2 separate regions of the Sus scrofa genome follow, and region 2 is linked to region 1. The links are chromatin contacts, called in public Hi-C maps. All regions are on one chromosome and are shown on one strand. Each heading gives the region's core, a stretch centred on a gene start, on an enhancer-like site or on the middle of the called end of the contact. The rest is flanking DNA. Distances are from core to core; before and after follow the strand shown. Region 1 overlaps HLF (hepatic leukemia factor). Region 2 has its middle 57 kb from the start of MMD.

Evidence for each region. Hi-C and Micro-C count contacts between places; a contact is called where the count stands out from the background.
Region 2: a contact with region 1 is called in a Hi-C map of liver, with 5 times the contacts expected there. The contact joins two enhancer-like sites.

Annotation. Positions count from the first base shown.
Region 1 is chr12:31,597,280-31,600,092 of Sscrofa11.1, reverse strand. All of the region lies in intron 2 of HLF (hepatic leukemia factor), which reads right to left. It also overlaps the pseudogene LOC100736688. Among named protein-coding and RNA genes, the nearest start is that of HLF, 9.3 kb to the right of the region's middle. Within about 2 kb of position 1,557, at least 31 of the 83 cell types and tissues checked have an H3K27ac peak or open chromatin away from gene starts, as enhancers often do. A contact at or near this core is called in liver, where this site is marked.
Region 2 is chr12:31,779,405-31,782,215 of Sscrofa11.1, reverse strand. No RefSeq gene overlaps it. Among named protein-coding and RNA genes, the nearest start is that of MMD, 57 kb to the right of the region's middle. Within about 2 kb of position 1,470, at least 10 of the 83 cell types and tissues checked have an H3K27ac peak or open chromatin away from gene starts, as enhancers often do. A contact at or near this core is called in liver, where this site is marked.

The DNA.
Region 1 (2,813 bases), core at 308-2,807:
CTAACATGGCTGTATGGTTTCTTTACCTCCAAGGTCCTGTATTTCCTTAAAGTATAATTATTGTCTATTAGGAAAATTCAATAGTAACATCAATTGATTTACTAGCCATATATGGCATGGAGAAATCCTCTATTCCATAACTTCTTTGAAGTGCATTTAGTTTCCTTTCTTTCTCTCTCTCTCTCTCTCCCTTCCTCCCTCCCTTTCTTTCTTTCTCTCTCTCTCATCTCCCTCTCTCGGCTGTAGCATGCAGGTGCTTGATATGGGATCTCAGTTCCCAGACGAGGGACTGAACTCAGCTGCAGTGGTGAAAGCACTGAGTCCTAACCACTAGATCAACAGGGAACTCCCCTTGTTTGAATTTTCTGATCTCATCCATGAGCAAGCAGCATTGAATAAAGATTATAGTTAGCCACTCGAGGTTACTTAAAACTCAGAGGTGAAGAGAAGGGTGAGCAAGACTTGGCAGAGAAACAGAGAAGAACTTCCAATTCCAGAGGCCTGAACTGGCCAGGAAGGGAAAAGCATGGAGGCTGCCCGGGAGTCTGACACAAGCTCCTCCTATAAAAAATGAGATCAGATGGGAGTGAGGACATCACTTACAGCGGCAGATCCTGGGTGCTTACTGTGTGCCAGACACTGTGCCAAGTATTCTCCAAGCATCAGGTCGTATGAATTTCAACAATCCTAGGAGGCAGGTCCAGTGATTACTCCCAAGTTCCAGATGGGAAATCCACAGCTCAGATCATTTAAAGGACCTGCCCAAGATCATGAGCAAGCATGGCAGACACAGCTGTGTTTGTCTTTCGGCTCTTATGCCCTACAACACTGCTTCACTGCCTGGATGGACAGCTCATTCTGACGGACGTGTGAATGGCAGTCAGGAGACATCTAGGTCTGAAGATCTTTTAAGTTTATTGCAAAACAATGGTTTAGTGGTTTCAGATTAGGACATTTGCTGAGGGAACACCAAATATCATAATAAAGATATTAGACGGGACCAAAATTCTCAACCATTCCCATCAGAGAATCAAATGCAGGCCCTGTTCCTCCTCATCCATCTCCCATGTATTCTTTTCCGATATGTTTTCCATCTTAATACTTCCCCTACCACCTTCCCTCTTCCCTCCATTTTCTCTGCTGAGACATAAAAAATGATTCCTGGGTAAAAGTGATTAGTGCTGGTCGGAACAGAGGTTCCTGAGAAACCTAATCCATCACTGCTGTCTCTCACCCTCCGGCTCTCTGCATTAGGATGTTATCACGGCTCCTTTCTTCCCACCTCCCCCACCCCCTTCCTTCTTCTCTACCTAGTTCTGTCTTTATATTGCTATTTTTCTAGTCTGGTAGACACAGTGCTGAACTGAAAAGCCTCTGCCAAGCTCCTTGGCAGCAGCCGGCCTGCAGGAATCCTGCCCACCGCAGCAGCGCAGAGAAGACAGCACCTCTGGGCAGACAGGGAGGGGAGGGGCCCGCATTTGGGGTCTGGCTAGAACACAGGCAGGCCAGGTTTCCCTGGCATATCAACTGCCCTCCGAAGCTGGGCTTTCTCATCATGCCAGGGTCAGGATTACAATTTCTCGCTGGCGCTTGCTAGAGCTCGCCTGGGAAGGGAGGCAAGAGTGGGGGCGGGAGGGTGGCAGGCAGCCAGCACGCCACCCAGCGCTGGGCGAGCTCCACAGGGCACAGCCACGTGCCTGGAGCACACGGTCACACAGGCGGGCAGCCAGGGGTGCTGGGGCTTGCACAAGAGCTGGGGGCTGGGGGCGGCGGGGGGGGGTGTGTGTGCTGTTTCCACGCTGAAAGAATAGGAGGTTGCTAAGCCAGAAGTGCCGCTACTGGGGCTAACATCACAGAAGTGGCTTGTACTAGCTCAGAATGAAGGAGAAAAGTCAAGCTGGCTACACAGAACAGGGTTTGGGCATGCTGGCAAAGAAAAACAAAAGCATGCACATCCTATTTTTGCAGAGGGAAGAGCACTGGATGAAACAAATCCCTAAACGGAGACTGCGGCTGGGGATAAGCCCTTCCTTTCCCTACTCACACGCCATGACATTATTCTAGTTTCGGAGTCTGAGTGTACATGTACCACACACCCTGCTAGAACTCCACAGGAGGGGGACTATTTATAGTGCCCCTTCTATTCATGAGTAAAGAGAGACTTAAAGAGGTCAAAAAACTGACACAAAGTTACACAGCAAGCCAATGCGTGTCCAGGAGGTGGACCCAAGCCCCTGGGTCTTAACCACCAAGGCACACTTGCTGTCCACACCTATCTGGGAATACCCCTTCCCAGAAGGCTAGGATCGGCTGTCCTGGGAATGCTACACATGACAAAGTCAAGAGAACAAGGCAAGCCTGTCCTCCACAGACTATGGTGGAGAAGACAGACCTCTGCAAGAAACAGAACCAAAAAAGTCCTGCCTGCCTCCTAAACAGAGCTATCCCAGGAGGAGTTCCCATCATGGCTCAGTGGTTAACGAACCCGGCTAGGATCCATGAGGATGCAGGTTCAATCCCTGGCCTCACTCAGGGGGTTAAGGATCCGGCATTGCCGCGAGCTGTGGTGTAGGTCAAAGATGCAGCTCAGATCCCTCATTGCTGTGCCTATGGCGTAGGCTGGCAGCTGTAGCTCCAATTCGACCCCTAGCCTGGGAACCTCCATGTGCCATGGGTGCGGCCCTAGGAAAGACAAAAGGCAAAAAAAAAAAAAAAAGCTATCCCTGCCCGAACCGCCCCACCATCCCCACCCCCCAACTCTGTGACCTCCTTGATCCTGATGAAGGAAAAGCACTTCCAAGATACCTGAGGCA
Region 2 (2,811 bases), core at 221-2,720, 180 kb before region 1:
CTGAATTGGGGCATTGGGCAAAAGCTAGAAGGGCCAAGCTTTATCAGAGTTATCTGGGAAAGAGACCTGCACAAGCAGAGTAACCACTTATGTTTTTAAGGGGGACTAAATACAGGAGAAATGTCTTGAGGAATAAAATATGCTTGTGGTTTTGCTAAATAGACTGTAAAGACATGGGAAGAATAAGAATTCCTCAGTTCTATAAAGAGGAGGATGCACAAGTCACAAAGAAAAGATATATGAAGTCCAAGTGTAAATACAATGGGTCGAAGCAAAAAAAAAAAAAAAAAAAAGACTCAGGACTAGCCCTAAAGAACTAAGTCAGATTCCCGTTATGGCTCAACAGGTTAAGAACCCAACTAGTATCCATGAGGATGTGGGTTCAATCCCTGGCCTTGCTCAATGGGTTAAGGATCCAGTATTGCCAAAAGCTGCGGCATAGATCACAGATGTGGCTCGGATCCAGGGTTTTGGGGCTATGGCATAAGCCAGCAGCTGCAGCTTCAATTCTACCCCTAGCCTGGGAAACTCCATATGCCACAGGTGTGGCCCTAAAAAAAAAAAGAATCCAAGTCCCCCAGATATCTCATAGATAACTTCAAAAACACTGAGTGAGTGCCAGAAACATCATTTAATCTGCCAAAAAAAAAAAAAATGGAGGGAGAGGAACCATTACTCTTATTTTTCAGAGAAGAGAGTTTCAGATTGTCTTGCCTGAACATTTAGGGGGACAGAATGGAATTCCCAGAGCCCTGGAATTCTGACTCAGCCCTGAGTTTGCCCTATCATTCTATGACAGCCCAGAATCTATGCAGAGTAACAAAGCAACTGGGACCTCCAGATACAGAAAGCCCACCCCTTTGCCATCTGTCAACCCCTTCACTTTTGGGGAGCACCAATAACACAATCTCTTGATGAAGGTAAAAGTCTCTGAGAACTAGAGAGCAGACAGTGTCCAGTGTTGGTCAGGAGTACCAAGGACAGCCCTTTCTCATGACTTCATCTTCCCTGAGAACAGTAGTGGTTGCGATATAAAAAGTAAAAAAGCCTCTGTTGTAACAGCTCATATTGACTTTGACCTTCCTGGGCTGTCAGTGTTCTGAGATAAGGGCTTCGTGACATGAAGATTAAGAAAGACCTCAGCTAATTCACATCCTCCCAAGCCAATGGGAAGTTGTCCACATATACTTTTTTTTTTCAAAGCTTCTCTGTACTTGACTATTATTTAATTAAACACCAGCTGTATGCTGGGATCTGCTAGTTCTTTGGCCCTACCTACAGCCCACTGGCCTCATCTGTAATCTAAGTTTGACAAGTGTGCAAGGTTCAGGAGATAACTAGAAAAATGAGGACTTGGTTTGGAAGGATGAAGGGGTCCAAGGGAAAGAAAACCCTGCTGCTCCCAGGGTGGCTTAAAGTCGCCCAAGAGTAGTTCATGGGAAACGTGGCAATGGAATTTGGAATCAGAACTGTTTGGCAGAATTGATAAGGACATTCTCACCCTGGAATTTTACCAGCGAGAAGTTGCTTGCCAGTAGGGGAGGAGGAAAAACTAATGTTATGATAGAATTTTGAAGAAAAACTTCCATACAAAAATCACTAGACACATACTCAGGAAGAAAATCAGAAGGCCCAGACAAGGAAACAATTGATTTCTTAAATGGCAACAAGAAAGTCTCCCTAAATTTAACCTAAATCTCTTCTGCTCTGATAATTTACATTGATTTTTCTTTCATTTGTCCCTTTTGGGTTTTATTTTTTAAAAAAAGCACTGTTTATGTGGTGATTTGTATAAACATGCCCCATGCAGGAATCCAGTCGGATTAGATGATAGGGTGTAATAAGTTTGGTGATAAGTCATGGCATATTGATGAATCACCATTAGTGGTGAGGTGTCTGCAAGTCATTTGTTGCTAAAAATAAGTGAGTTAAGAGTGTGAAGGATTTACCTATTTTTAAACAGGGAGTGACTGAAAGGTTATCTCAATCAGAATGCCATGTTCATCTCTGTGCACGCTCGTGTTGCAGCTGGGGCAGCACAGATGGATGTGCGGTGACGGTTAACACGGAAGCAATGGCATGTACCTTTCGATCCCTCATCTATTTGACAAATATTTGACCTACTTTGTATAGGCCTCGTGCCAGGCCCAGGGGGATACATTAAGCACAGGTCAGATACGAGTTCTGTCCTCACAAAGCTCTCCTTGCAGCAGGAAGAACTACTAAGCACTTTGCATTTTTTTTTTTTTTTTTTTTTTTTTTTTTGGCAAGACTCTAAGGTCCATTCTCTAAACTAGTGGCCTCCAAGCACCCCTAAGCATGAGTTCTTTTCAGTGAAGAAAACTTTGGTACCCACCTATCTGTGTATGTATTTGAATGAGTATACATTTACATATATTTAAATAACACATATTTAAATTAGTCTAGATTTGCAGATAGTTATACTTTATATATACTCATATGTGTATGCTTACACATTTTATGCACATTATATGGATCTTCCTGTACACCTCAGCTTGCAGACCACTCTACCATGTGGCCTCCAGATTTCACCTGTGCATAATGGGAATCAGGAACCTCCAGTCTCCCTCCACCTAACCCTAGGTTTTGCTCTGGCAGAATGGGGATGGGAATCCTGTCTAAGAACTTGATCTAGGAAATATTTTTAAAAAATAAAAAGGAGCAGTAATTTTCAAGTGTGGACTGGGTCTTTGTGCCGCTAAAGATGTTTTGGCAGAATTCCTTGATGAGTGTTTTAATATGTGCAGAAGTAAATTCTGCTTCGTAAATCCTACTTATTTCCTTTGAATT